Linked DNA regions of Drosophila melanogaster: regions 2 and 3 are each linked to region 1. Evidence: chromatin contacts called from public Hi-C and HiChIP or PLAC-seq data. All regions are on one chromosome and are shown on one strand. Each heading gives the region's core, a stretch centred on a gene start, on an enhancer-like site or on the middle of the called end of the contact. The rest is flanking DNA. Distances are from core to core; before and after follow the strand shown. Region 1 holds the start of N (Notch). Region 2 holds the start of lncRNA:CR46243 (long non-coding RNA:CR46243). Region 3 overlaps dnc (dunce).

What was found. A called contact is a pair of places that touch in the nucleus more often than the background predicts. HiChIP or PLAC-seq counts read pairs in DNA pulled down with a chosen protein or histone mark.
Region 2: a CP190 HiChIP or PLAC-seq map of the Kc167 cell line shows a contact between it and region 1, with 4 times the contacts expected there. The contact joins the promoter of lncRNA:CR46243 here to the promoter of N in region 1. A contact is called at or near these places in 2 of 107 Hi-C or Micro-C datasets (cellular blastoderm embryo and eye imaginal disc) and 1 of 6 datasets of contacts at active chromatin or transcription factors (the Kc167 cell line).
Region 3: a Hi-C map of the Kc167 cell line shows a contact between it and region 1, with 6 times the contacts expected there. The contact joins the enhancer-like site here to the promoter of N in region 1. A contact is called at or near these places in 4 of 107 Hi-C or Micro-C datasets (the D17-c3 cell line, the Kc167 cell line, embryo and 1 more) and 1 of 6 datasets of contacts at active chromatin or transcription factors (the Kc167 cell line).

What each region holds. Positions count from the first base shown.
Region 1 is chrX:3,132,804-3,137,808 of dm6, forward strand. It overlaps N (Notch), which reads left to right and starts at 2,067. Exons shown (of 9, transcript NM_057511.4): 1 at 2,067-3,024. The coding sequence starts at 2,865. It overlaps kirre (kin of irre), which reads left to right. Exons shown (of 11, transcript NM_001258579.3): 11 at 1-1,729.
Region 2 is chrX:3,361,454-3,366,458 of dm6, forward strand. It overlaps lncRNA:CR46243 (long non-coding RNA:CR46243), which reads left to right and starts at 2,233. Exons shown (of 2, transcript NR_133507.1): 1 at 2,233-2,401; 2 at 2,519-2,607.
Region 3 is chrX:3,282,774-3,287,778 of dm6, forward strand. All of the region lies in intron 4 of dnc (dunce), which reads left to right. Among named protein-coding and RNA genes, the nearest start is that of CG10793, 31 kb to the right of the region's middle. Within about 2 kb of position 2,743, at least 16 of the 39 cell types and tissues checked have an H3K27ac peak or open chromatin away from gene starts, as enhancers often do. A contact at or near this core is called in the Kc167 cell line, where this site is marked.

The DNA.
Region 1 (5,005 bases), core at 817-3,316:
CAGAAGAAAACAAAAACCGTATTGTGATTTATAGCGTTAATTATTTTATGGCTGAGCTCGATGAGTTTCGCAGCGGCAAATTATATCAACTAGTGCAAATCTTAAGCTACTTATCGAGTAAAAAATCGTATATCAATTAAACACGAAACGCGTATCGAACAGAAATGTAAAAACAAAAACACAAAACAACTACAAAACTTGAAAAGTTCATTTTAAACAGCGTGTTGCATACAATTTTAAAACGAAACCGAAAATCAATTCAATTATATACATTATGACAAAACAAAAAGCCTGTGTAGTTAGTTGGAACTAAAAAAAAAAACAAAAATAATAATAATATAAAAGCAAACGAAAATGAAAAGTAAAGCAGCAGCAGCAGAAAGCAAAAACAATTTTCTAAGCCAAAATTTATCAAATTTTTTAGACTTAATTACGTATACATCAAACGAAACCAACTGAATGCAGTGAGAGAAAATATTTAGATTAAGTGCTGTGCTGCATCTGTGACCCGGTCAAGAAGAGCCAAAAGTAACATATATAACTATTATTTTGCACACAAACAAACAAAATTGAAATTGAATTGAAAACTATATTTTTACGGGATGCTACAGTATTATTGCAATTTAATCGATAATCCCCAAGCCGCAAAAAACTAAAAACAAAAAGATGTCCAAATATTGGTGATTTACGAGTAAAGTGAATAAAATTAGAAAAACCACCAACATATATATATATATATATATATATAGTTCCCACTTTCCAACTTTTTGATCGGGTTTTCAGTGGCACAGCATTTCAGCATCCATGTGAAAAGTTGAATATTTTTTTGTCTAGCCCTAAGCGCGTAAATGATATTTGAACTTAAATCAATTATGTAAAGAAGCAAATGAAATATTGTATATCGTATATATATATATATATATATATATATAGAGCATAAATGTGTATGTCAACGCTTGAATTAAAAAATGACTAGCTAAGATTAGAGAGAATGTTTGTAATTTTTTTTTTTTGTCTGCCTAGTTTAGGTTTAAGCCTATTTATAGACGTAAATGAAGAATTTTAAAGGTAAAAAGAAAAACTTAAAAAGCTTAGAAACAATTTGTAAAACATTTGAGCGATCTACCAAAAAAAAAAAAAACGCAATTAAGTGTAAAGCGTTCAATTTTTAACACGAAATGCTGCCTTATGATTCCTCGTTGGGTTCTTAATTCACTAAGCCAATACTGTAATTAATTAACTAATTTATTGTTTCATATTTTATTTTTTGTTTCTTTCGAGAATATACATATGTATGTATTTATCTAAAGTAATTCTGAAAATGCTTAAAAATAATGCCCGTTCGTTTAAACTGATTTATACACTCGAATCTAATTCTATTCTTTCCGTGGGCCAATTGCGCCGAGCTTTTTAACTGGGATAGCGTTCCGAAAATCGGAGATAAGTATGGTGTTACATATTTTTTTTTGTTTTCGATAATTGTCAAACGATTCAATTAAGCGTTCAATTATATAGACGTTACACACGAAACGAAATGAAATTCAAATGAAATCCTATTAAGCCAAGTAAAGTATGATAATTGCAGGAAGCGGAGTTGCGAAAAAAAAAGGTACGGAAAATGAAAACTAAGAACGTATTGCGGGAAAACCTAACTTAAGTCGAGAACAACTCAAATTAGTTGAAATAAAGATACGAGAACAAAAGGAAAATAAAATACTTAAAAAATGCTACAAGTGCGTTTTTCAATCAAATTTATGCACATTTTTTTCCAGTGCCTACGAATTTTACATTGTCGAATTTTACATTATACATAGCGTAATTTCTACGAATCTTACATTGTCGAATTTTACATTTTACATAGCGTAATTTCTACATACCGCTATGACGGCACTAAAGCGCCATTCGGCGAAATGGGGAAACTACTCATGCAAGCGGCTCGGAGCCCGGCTAACGTTATTTGTTCACCAACCGATCTCGCAACGCTGCGAAAGAGCGCGCTGCCAAAATGGCTCCCCGCCATACGGTATCTTTTTCTTGCACCGACGCGGTCACACTGCCGATTTGAAACAGATCGCTTTTTTCCAGTGGACGAAACGGTTGTGAAAGCGGACGAGCGTTAGGCAGACGAACCTGGAAAGCGCAGAGCACAGTTCTCAACATTTATTTTTTTTTTGAATGTGTGTGCAACAACGCACGTAAAATCGCGCTGCCAACAGGATATACAAACAAATCAATTACACAGCAAGCAAATGCAATGAAATGAAAAGGATGGCCCCAGCGGGAAAGCCGTTCAGCAAGAGCAAGGAGTGCCTGTCGCAGGGATAGCAACGAGAGAGCGACACAGAGAGCGAGAGAGAGAGAGGGAGAGAAACAAGGATTTTCGAAAAGTGTATCTACCTCGAGTCGCGCGTGTGTGAGAGTGAGACGAAAGCCGAGTGCAAGAAGCGCAAGAGGAAGAGAGCAATACGCAAGCGTGCGGCGTCGGTTTGAATTTGAATTTGTGGCTCGATCCTCGCGAAGAGAAAAGCAAGCAAAAGATACACGAAAAGCGTTCTTTTTTTGCCACTTTTTTTTTATGTTTCAAAACGGAAAATGTCGCCGTCGTCGGGAGAGTGCCTCCTCTTAGTTTATCAAATAAAGCTTTAAAGTCTGAAGTTCAAAACTATAAAAAACAAAAAAAAAAACAAAAAAACAACAAACGCGCTAAAACAAAAAATTGCTTAAACTACTGAGACTAGCATACTAAACCTAAACTCGCAGTTAAACATATCCTCAAAGAGAGACCAAAGAGGAGCGCTAAAGAAACCGAGAAGCGAGTAGAGGTGAAAAACTGGAAAAGTGGTTAACTGGAAAACTGGATTACAATGCAATCGCAGCGCAGCCGACGTCGCAGTCGCGCACCAAACACTTGGATTTGTTTTTGGATTAACAAAATGCACGCCGTTGCGTCGCTGCCGGCGTCGCTGCCTCTGCTGCTGTTGACGCTGGCGTTTGCGAATTTGCCAAACACCGTTCGCGGAACTGGTGAGTAAAGCGGAGACGCCGATCAGAACAACTAGGCGGGGGGAGGGCAGGGTGACAGGCGGGGTCGCCCGAAAATAGGGTGGGTGCACAAACTGGAATTCCAGGAGGCTCAAAACGTTCCAAAACGCTTGCCAAAGAACGGTTTTTTACAGAACCAAAACTATGAGATAAGATGATCTTGTATAGCTGAAAGATGTGGATCTCAACTAATAGTACTGAATCGCATAATTGTTTGGTCTTAGATGTCAGTTTTAAATGGAGCATACTTAGTATGAAACAACTAAAATTGCAATTACAAAATATACATACATTTGCATTGGACTAGTTCCGCTTAAACCCGTTGGATAGATCGCTACATTGCATAGCTAGGAAATGTTGGTCTATAAAATCGGATGCATTCGCAACACATATAAGTGACTGAGCAAACCCATGCAACTGTAATCCAAAAAGGAAGTGATGCTACTTAATCTGCTTAATAAGCCTATAGGATTGTTGCAAATCCTACCTTAAAGAATTTCACTTTAAACGCAATCGTCGGAATCCGCTCCCAAATGCGTTCTCTGTGTTTCTCCATTCCCTTTTCGATCCTCTTCGTTTGTCTCCCTTTTGGGCAGCTCCTCTTCGCTCTTCGCCTTCCTTTTCATGGCTTGTATTCACCGCGCTTCCTTTTGCGCTGTCTTCCTTGGCTTCGCTTTGTTGTCGCTTTTCGGACAGGTGGTCGTTTTTTTTTCCTCTCTCTTTCTCTCTCTCTCTCTCCTTGTTGTCTCGCTGATCTCGTTCTCGCTCTCGCTCGATCGCTGTCGCTGTCTCGCTCTCCGCCGACTGCGCATGCTCTCTCAGATTTGGAAACCCACCTTTTCGAAACAAGAAAGACCGTTTTTACCGTCGGCAAAAGGCGAGTTTTTCCATTCCCCTAGCACTCTAGGCACTCTTTCCTTTGTGTTTTCTCACTGCGCTATTTGCTCGCTAGTAGTGAGTGGCCAACTTCCTTTCCAGCTTTGGAAGCGAACTCTCCTCCTCCACACGCTGTGTTGTGCCGCATGCACATGGGGCTTACTTGGGTATTTGCATATGGAGCGGTCGTTGTCTAATCACTGAACAAACACCGAATCGTATCGGATCGGATCGGATCGGTTGTAGGTGTACTTAGGGTCGATTGCCCCAGTAAAATGTCAACTTTCCATGGAACTCGAAATCTCTTCGACGGAATTCTCGGCTCAACGATGAGAAAGTATGGGGAATGCAGCTCGATATCATAGTATTTTGAAACAAATTTGATAATGTCAGAGAATTTTTTGTTGTTTCATTATTCGAAAATCTATCGAAATCCATCAATCCATCAAACGTTTAAAAGCAATTAAATGATCATTACTAGAAATTTGATCCCTGAGCACTGGGCAACTTTATTATTACGCACTCCATGATCTCTGCTATTTTTTTTATATTTTTTAACAGCTGCAACCGAAGAGCGTTGAACTATTATGTTTATAACTTTTACCTGGGCATTTCCTGAGCTCGAGTTTCCGCCTCCTAAACTCTTTTTTTTTCTGGCTTTATTAGCCATGGGTAATCGTGTGATCTTTGCAGTTTTAGCCAAAGGAAGTTGTAGTAAAAGTTAAATAAACGGTATAAAAAAGTATACAAATGCATATGCATATAAAGGTGAAAAAAATGCTGAAAGTAGTAATAATAAGAGTGTTAATTGATGCCAGGATATATTGCAAAAACAAAAAGGGCATCCTTTGCATTCAGTTCACTTCATTCTACTACTGCGCTAAGAAAAAAGTGTTCGAAGATGGAAAAAAAAAACCAAAAAAAAAAACAAAAATCTCTCGAATCTTCATGTACATTTTTGTACCTATTAAGTTCTCACAAATTTACGCCCCATTAGCTCCAATCCAAGTTTGTTCAACTTTGTGCGATCGAACGCCTGCATTTAGCCACAAATTTAGGGTATTATTTTTTTGCAGGTTTAATGTGG
Region 2 (5,005 bases), core at 983-3,482, 230 kb after region 1:
TAATATGTATACTACGAAATTAGTTTTCGATTTTCCGCTGAAGCCAAGACAGGAAAAAAACGTTGTATTTTCGAGCAATTCATTTAACTGTGTACTGTTTTTTTTTTTATTGACCATCTTGTCTTAATTTTGGTGTATTTAAAAACAATCACCGATGGAAAATTTTCCACAAACATGGAAACAAGTTCCTCAGATATATCTCTGAATTATGTATAAGCATACATATTATATATGCCATGCCATTTGCCTTTTTTTTATTGACTTGAACTCTGAAGCAACTGCGTAGATGTTGAATTCAAATCCATGACAGAAATGTTCAACTTATTCTGCCGTGTCAACGAATATTTTTTCTCGTGTCGTATAAGGTGACATTTCCTGCAGAATCGGCCTTCGAAGCATTTTCTTTATTTTATTTTATTTTATTTCGTTTTTTTTTATCTTATTTTATTTCGAGTGGTTGTTGTGTCTACGGCGCAATTTAGTACACTTTGGTCCCTTGCTTTTTGGCCAACTTTAGCTGACACTTTTTTCCGTTCAATAAAGCGAAAGAAAAAAAATGCAGAAAAACGCAGAAAAATGCACAAACACAGCGAAATTCAATTTTTCACATCGCTTGAGAAATGGAAATTATTGATTATTGAAAAACACAATGAGCCCTGTAATTCAATAACAATAATAATATTGTTTGTCATTTATTAATCGAGAATGCCTAAACCTCTTGTAATTTTATATTTCGAAAGGTGATGACAAAAATATTTTGGACGATTTACAAAAGTTTTCGAGACGAAATTGAATGAAAATTGTATAATCAAAGAAAATTGCAAATCAAATATTTCGAATTCGTTGCAACCAAGAATATTTTTTATGTATTTCCCACAGCTTACAAAAAAAAATATGTAAAATAGAAAAAAAAAAACATGATAATAAAAATTATGATTATTTATTCTTTAAAATTCTTTTGAAAATATTTTTGCAATTGAAAAATCGTAAATTCTTTACGTTGCTTCCTATTCGCAATTATTTCAAGTGGTGCTTTGCTAACCGCCCCCTGTTCACCCCTTTCGATTTGATCTATCAGCATATATTTATGTTCATATAGCTTTGCACTTGAAACCAGCGGAAAAAAAAACGATGCGTTTTAAATTTCCATTAAAAAACGATTTTCTAGAGTAGGAACTTCGTTCTCAAGAAGTGAATTTGAGAAGCCCGGAATGTCTGACTTTGTGAGTTTTCGTTTTCACCAATTTTTGTTTATTTCTTAATATTTTTATTGAACAAAGCGGAAGGTCTTACAATTTTGTTTCCACGCGCCAAATTTTGTTTTTGGCTTGCTGTCTTATTAGCGAATGAAAACAGTGTTGTTAAGTAAACAATGCAACGCAATAGATTGAGGCACTTGTGCTTGTGCAAAATGTCAGTTACTTGGCTTTGGTATTTGGCAACATAAAGCAAAGTGGTTGGATCTTTGGATTCCTGCACATACATACATACATATGTATGTATGTACCTATGTACATTTATCCCCAATAGAAATCGTTATCTGTAGCCGATTCGTCATGCGTGTCAAGGCTGTGGGGCAAAGTGCGTGAAACTTCTTAAAAGTTAATCGGACACCAGTGTGCGTGGAAAAGCTGACAAAACACAAATGTGATAAAAAGCCAGCAAATGCTAAACCCACCATCGCCTATCTTGCCCTCTCTGCTTTCCCATATTCCTTCGCCTTCTGGGCGCGTGGGAAAATAGAAACTCAACCGCAGAGTTTAATTTCGTTTTGTTATTTTGCTCGTGTTTTTTGTTTTTTCTGTTTTGAGTTTCTTGTTGCTACAGCAAGTTAGATAAAATGGAAACAAAACGACGGAAAACATCGTTCTCACTGGCAACAAACAAAAAAAAAAGGGGTATACGAACACTGGTTACCCCCTTTTTTTTTGCGAGATCCAATTTTAATAGTAAAGATACTGTAAATCTCTTACAATGAATGCCATTATTTCATAGCCCGCTAAAATATTCTTAGTAAACTTAGTTTTAAAGTGCAATGAATGCAATAATACATCTTGTACCATCTCACTTTCGAATTATATTCGATACGATCCTCTCTAATCAAATTAGGCAATTGGCTACAATCTTTTTTTTTTTTTGTCACGTGTCACGAGCCGCAATCCAGCGATCAAACCCGGAAGAGCGGTGAGTTGGGTGGGTTTTTTTTTTTTTCGGTGGTTCCAGTGGTTCCAGTGGTTTCAGTGGTGCTATTACTCTGGGCAGGTGCTGGCGATCCGGACTGGTTGCGGATCGCTTTGATTGTTTGGACATTTCCATACACTGGTCATGCGCCATCGATTGCCAGTTCTTACACAGGAAAAAAAAGCACAGACATTTGCCACTGCGATCTCAATAAAACAATGTATGTATGTTCGCTTCAAAGTTATCATCGATTTCATCATTAAATTGAGCATATTTTTCCTTAATTTTGCACTTTGCCAATTATTGCACATTTTTTCTTACTGTGTACGTTCTAAAGGGCTGCGAACCGGAATGGACCAGTGGGCCACGCTCCACACTCAATTGATCAACTGCCGCTTTGAATATAGATTGGATTGGCTTAATATTAAGAAATATAATACATTTTTGTGGCAATATCATGGAATGTGTGAGCTGCGAACACTGTGGTTGATCTACAGTTTGTACTCGATAAAAGTGGCTTAATATAATTCGAAAAAATATCCTTCATTCTGTATTGCCAGTGGTTATTATTATTTTTTATTTTTTATAAGAAACCAGCAGCAATACTTGTTATATGGTAACCATGTATAAATTAAATCTTTTTTTTAATGAGTTACTATATTATTTGTACTCTTGATATCAAAAAAGTCAAGCTTGGCTTTTATCTGAATTCTTCGAAAATTTCAGAGATTATATAAAACGGTTGTTTCCGCTATTCAAATTCAAGTACATACACAATAATGAAGTATTAAAAAACGCGAAAAAAAGGTTTCGGCCCACCGTTTGAAACATACATACATACATACATACATACATACATACATACGTTAGCACAACAACAAATGCCACAAAAAAACAATACGAAAAAAACGAGGTTCAGGGTCAGCGATGTAATATTTTAATTTATTTGGCATTCTTTCTTTTACCCTCCACATTCGCAACATTCGGGTTTTTTATTGTTTGATTATTTTTTTTTTTGTTATTTTTTTTCTCACTTTTCTTAGCACAAAGCGTTTGTGTTTCTTCTGCTGGACTTTTTTGTTTTGCTTTTCGATTCGTAAGCTTTCAAAACTCTTTCTAAGCCCACTGACTTCCATTATTCTATATCTTCAATTTTTTTAAAGAAGTTAGTATCTAAACAAATAAATCATTGCATATATTAGGTAACAAGTGCAATGACTTAATGTATTACACAAACATTAAGGACTTATTCAAATAAAAATATGGAATAAAAAAAATTTATACAATTTTTGTGATTTTAATTATTGCAAAAAATGATTCATAGCACATATTTTCCAATGATCTAGTGTTGCTCAACGTTCGTTTTTGAGACTTTCGCGATTTCCCATGGCCTCTTGTTCATTTTGTTCATTATGTAGAAACTTAATTTCGATTTTCGGGGCTTTCGGTTCGATTTGTCCATTAATCTTTCGCCTCGTATTGAGTGGTTAGCCCCTCTCCCTTTGTGGCCTTTGTTCTTCCAATTTGCTTAATTAACTTCTAAACGTCGTCTTTTTTTTATTAGCGTTTTTTTTGCACGCTTCGTTTTTTGGTGTGTGTGTGTGTGTTTTTTTTCTTGCACTCAACTTCTTTTTCATCTTTCTTCATGTCCGAAATTCCCTTTTTCGAACAGTTTCGTTTTGGTCTTTTATCTGTTTTAAAATTTGCGTTCTCGAATTTTGTCTTTTATCAGCAAAATAAATGAAATCGGGATGATTTAACCCTTGCGAGGCTGTCTTATTTATATGTATACATCCTTTTACATTTCAAGATTTCTGCGTACACTTAGCTCACCTTTTTGGCATATTTTATGGGACCATCTTAATCTACTTCCTTAGTCCATCATCATCTAGTAAATTTCTGTGCATATCTTTATTAACTTAAGATCGGCTAAGTTGGCAGTTAGAAGCTGATAACAGCCCCTCCTTGATTGTGACTAACTAAAAACCCACATGAAGAAACATATAGTGGATCTTTCTGACCTTGCTTTGCGTTGGCCAAAATTTATTGCTGCTTCTTTGTTAGGCGTTTTTTTTTTATGGTCCGACATTATTAATAAAACCAAAAAGCTGTGCGTGGAAAAGTGCGAACAAAAAAAATGCGTGAGGAGCAAAAATGTTTGAAATGCCAACGAAAAAAGAAAAAAAAACGCGTATGCTAAAAGATTATGGCGGCATTTATTTCTTTTGCGAAATCGCGCGATACGGACCTTGATTGATAACCAAACTATATATAACTATAAATATATGTATGTACATATATACTAAATTTACCTATAGTGCTGTTATAGCAACCAAACTTAAAGGCCTTCAAAACGGCAAAAAACGAAGACGAAGAAAATATTTTAGAAAAACGAAAAAGTGATAGTAAATTAGTTTAGTTTAGTTTGAATTATACTACGACACTTAAGACTTTGACAATTGATAAGATTTCATTGGGGCAGATATAGATATTGTGCTGCCAACTAAATGTATAACTTATATATACGCACGTTTCTAGATACGGATAGCATTTTTTGCTAGATTTCAAGAGAAAAGGGGAAACTTAATTAGCAACTGATTAAAACGGGGAAATCACAGCAAAGCCTCTTACGACTGCAGTTAACTAATCATTTGAGATACAAAAAAAAAATCCTAATTACGAAACGGAATCAAAGGATATTTCAAGTACACCATTTCAAAAATAATCAAATTAAAATCTAAGCACACATTTTCTATTCCCATCAGCTACATAAATATTGAACTCATGGTGGAAAAAAAATCATCATCCTTGGCGTGATTTTTAC
Region 3 (5,005 bases), core at 1,493-3,992, 150 kb after region 1:
GCCGCAACATTTGCATTTGGCTTTGGCCACAAGGCGCAGGGGGAGTACAGCGCAGGGTACCACCTACCAAATCCCCCCCCCCCCCCGGGTAGCCTCACCCCCTTGGCACCCCTGACCCCTGACCCCTCATAAATCCGGTGCTGAAGCTCAAGGCTCAACTTTCGGCCGGTCTCTCTCGGTATGCGTGACTTATGTTTACAGTTTATTTATTATTAAAAACACACAGACAAATGGTCCGAGAAGAAATGTTTATTATTGTTGCTGTTTGCCTCAGTCAAACAGGCAAAAAAAAAATAACAACAACAAAAAAAACACAGCACAAAAATGTATACAGTTCTCCGGGATTTCGGAAGAATGGTGTGGGCAGGACGACAAGTCCTGGGGTTGCTCCTCATTTATATGCCATGTCAAAGTCGGCGGTTTGGCTGGCAATGAATTCAAAAATTTCGACGCCCCAAGCCGGCGAGCTAATGTCTATATAAATTATACTCCAATCTTTAAGCTATCAGGGGATTGGCTCGGTGACGCAGCCCGCATTTTTAACAACTTTAAAAAAAAATGAAAAGGGGTATTCCCCCAAGGAAATCCGGCGATTTTGCATTGCCGACTTGTTTGTCGTGGGTTAAATGGCATTGAGGGATTTTCAGAGCGCCAGAAGTTGCAGCCAAAAAGATTTAAGTGAACAAAAGTTTACGGAAATTTAAAATGTGTTAATTGTCGCGGCTGGAAATTTAAGTTTTTCTTTTTTTTTTTGAAAGATTTAAAGCTAACAATATGGTAAAGTGTCCCTTTCATTAAGTTTTTTATGCCATTGCCCCCCATATTTTCAGAAAATAATCGAATCGCCTAAGGTCGTTTCAACGTTGTTAGCCAATATCTGGGTTAATGGTTGGGTGCAATTTCCCATTAATATACCAAACATTTTGCCAATAACTTTTGGGTCTTGTATCCTTAAGGACAGGCCTCGAAATTGTTTTGAATTTCTGTCAATCAATCAGCCCACGTAATTTGTTAATTAAGCCATTGAACTCTGGTCGGCTAACTGGGTTAGTTAACCCTTTAGGCCAAGCACTTTGCCGCACACGATAAACTTAAGTTCAATTATATACATATATACAAATTTTCAAAATCAGTTAAGTATCTTCATTGTGTATTTCATTTATAATAACTTCAAGCGACTACAACATATTATTTTTCATTTGTGTACGGGTCATCTAACAGTCGTGTTTCCCCGAGGAACTTCAAAAGTTTCCCTTTTCCAAAAAAAAACTGAGAAACATGCAGGCAAGTCGGTTTTCCCTCGGGAGAAAGTGTCGACAAAAAATGGTTAAACGGAACTTGGCCGTTTAAGGATATGCGCCTTGTTCGTCCTTTAAAACGTGCCTTTGTTTGCATATTTTATTTTGAAACTCTTCGTCCTCCCCATCGGTGAATATTTAGTCGAGTGTTGCCTACTTAAAGGCGCTAATGAAGGTATATTTACGAAACAAACGAGGAGAGCCAAAGAGCCGCCAGGAACTTCATTATTGTCAGGATATTAGTTAAAGTCCATAAGCAACTCATTAGTTTAGACAGTTCCGATATTTAATACGTTACTTCGATGCGGCCTTCGATTTTCCAAATAATTAGGAGGCATAAGATAAACTATGAATATTTCATACTATTCATTGGACATTGCCAATAGAATGCAAATGAAATTCGAGCTGATCTAGTAATTAACAAACATCATGCATTATTGGGCTATTTAAATTGTTATTGCCTAAACGTTTTCGCTTCCAATGCGAGCATTACATAATATCATGAATAATATTATGCATACGACACGTGTGACATTTGCAAGGCACATTTTTAAAGCGAAAAGAAAAGCAGCAGCATCTCGAATGGCCATTTCAAGTATATCCCTAAGATAAAGGCAATCCGAGATGGGGAAAAATGCCATGCATGAGCGAGAAACAGTAGAACAGGCAGAAAAGGTGAGCCCTTCGATGTCAAGGAATGATAATAAACTCAAAACCATTAAAATGAAAGGAGCAACGAACGATGAGAAAGAGTTGGGGGAATTTAATATATTTGCACTGCAAAATGTGGAATGAAGAAGCCAATTGAAATGGCACAACATCTGTGTGCCTTTTTGGGGAATATTACAAAAGATGTAGCAATATCAATACCTGTTCAGCTAGTAATTTTGGCATTAAACCAGGTTATTTGGTTTCCTGAACTGTCCTGTTAAATCCTTTTTGTTTCCTACATTTTCTCCTTAAAATTTCGTCTTGTTTTTTTTTTTTTTGGTGCCAAAAACCCGTGGATTGTCCCAAGGGCTAAGATTTTGGCTTTGAATGCTTTTTCAGCTTTGCAGTGACTTTTGTACCGGTTCCCTTTTCCATTATCCTCGTTTTCTGTTGTCTTCTGTTCTGCTCACCAGCTGAGCTTTAAAATCCTTGTTGCACTTTGACATAAAGCTGAAGGAAGCGAAAGAAACAAGTGGAGATCTTAGGAAGCTAAAGAATTATTAGAATTATTATTGCCTCATTGTTGGCAAATTTAATTAGTATGTTGAATGCTTGCTTACGGGAATTTCCGAGGAAATTCCTGAAAAATTCCATGGTGAAAGGTGAAAAAAAGTTCAAAGAAACCAGCATACTTTCAATAAGGCATTCCATTTTATCAAAGAATATATGTAGTCCATGAAAGCTCAAAAGCAATGCGACGAACCCAGAGCTTTGGAAAATGGCACACAACTTTTCTCACAGCTTTTCACCACACTTGAGTTTTCTGGAAAAGCTGTCTGAAGCTTTGAAAGCTGTTTGAAACATGCTTAATGCTAATTTTGTTGCTTAAGGTCAGGATTTCAAAAATGAATCTGGAAAAACAAAAAAATAAAGAAAATGTTTACAAAGCTTTTTAAATATTAGATATTAGAAATATATATTAGATTAGATTATTTATTATAAATAGGATAAATAGGATTGTTTGATATGTATTTTCTGTAGCTATAAGATAAAAAAAGTCTAATTTCAACTTACTAATTTATCGTATTGTCTTTTTTTTTCTTTACAGGTAAGTCGATTGAATGCATACGATACGTTTTGTGATTAATTAAGCGAATTGGGTAAGCTCGTTTGCATCTGAATTTTCGGCCATGGAACATATTTTTAAACTTTAAATGCTCGACAAAAAAAAGCTGTGGGCTTTGTGCGAGCGATTATTGCGTATACGCGGCGTGCAACTGGTTGGTGGGCGTGTCGGTCCGCCCTTTTTTCAAACGTTTTCCCCCCGCTTTTTTTTCTCCTGCATCCCTTTACCCACTTCGTTTTAACATTTTGACACCGAGGAGAAAAAACAATCAGCAACACGTTGAACCTTGGCATTTTCACTCGGCGTTTTTATGATTAACTTTTCGGTATGTGCAGTGGCTAGACAAGGCAACACAGCTGATGCACTGAAAAAAAAACGATATATATGATAGCAATTCTATCGTGGAATATAAAGTTTTGCGTAAATAATCACTATGTGCATGACATACATGACATAATTATAATTGAATTGGTATTATGAAGTAAGTTTAGTGTATTTTTCGAAAATCATCAATTTTTCGCGAGACGGGGGCGGTGCGTTTCGCGGGGGCGTGGCAGACCGCCCACCTGACGCTGCTGCAAGCGCAACTGTAAATGCATCAGGCAACTGAAATGTGAAATGAGAAATGAGAGACGCGTGCAATTTGTTTGTCCGCCGGCCACGCCCACCGCCCACCGCCCATGGCCCAACCGCCCGCTGGCTGTACCGTTAGCTGTGCGTCAATGGGGCGGCGTGGGCGTGGCTGTTGGTTTTGGGTACACACGCTCAGCGGGCGGGGCGAAAAAATCTCTAACGAAAGCGAAGCTCAAAGAGCAGGAAATTGAAAAATATTAAGAACGAAAAAAATCGGAGCAGGAAAATAATACAAAAAAAAATGTTTTCGATTACAAACTATGTGGAGTAAACGCTTGTTTGAAGTTCTTGGCAATTGATAGAAAAACGTTCAAGCTTTTATCTATGGATATGATATTCCAAGGAATAGAAGTCTTATGTTTTTGTTTTCCTAATAAAAAGGTATTGGTATCAGCTAACAAAATTAAGCATTTTCAGTTTCTACAACAACCTCAGGTACTTTGTGCTTTTAAGGTATTAATTGAACCAATAATAAAAAAGTGAGAAAAAAAAAACAGAAAACAGAAAACCATTCAGGTAATTTCAACTTCATAAGTCTCATGAAATTCGAGTTTCCCGTGACGAGAAACACAAAACCACCGTTTTTTGTCACAAATATTTGACTCACGGCGTTACCCAAAAAAAATCTCTCCAATAAACAACGAACTGAGCACACTCCCCGGGTGTTATATATGCGTTTATATTTATATATTTATATATTTATATATGTATATCATAGCAGATGCCCAGATACCCAGGACCCCTGCCACGCCCCCTCAACCCGCCTATCTCTAAAGCCAGCCCCCTTGGGTGCCATTGCCCATTGCCCATCCATTAGTTTTCTGCTTTTTTTCCCCCCAGCCCCTGGATTTTTTGTTCCTTTTTTTATTGTTGTTGTTGTGGCTGTTTGTCAAAGCAAAAGTGGACACTGGCCAGCGGGGAAATAGATTAAGGGGGGACACCTTGACACACGGTGTATTAATAACGTTTTTGTGAAATTAGAGTTGACAAAAAGTGAGGTGCAAATAGATTGAATATCAACTTTGAATATTCTAATTGAGAACACTTCTCGGATTCGAAATAAGTTAATATATTTGGTTTAGTAATTGATTAAATGATTTGCCAGCTTTACTATAGTTGCACGGGAAACACTGAAATCAGCCCTCGCTGGGAGAGTCGCTTCCCTTTTTTTTTGGACGGGATCTCCTTTTCGCTGTTAATGTAAGGATAACTGTAGAGCTGTAGATACCATCTGGCTTGGCGGCGGTCATAACCATAACGCCAAAAAAAAAAAAAGGCGAAAGCTGCTCGGAGCTTC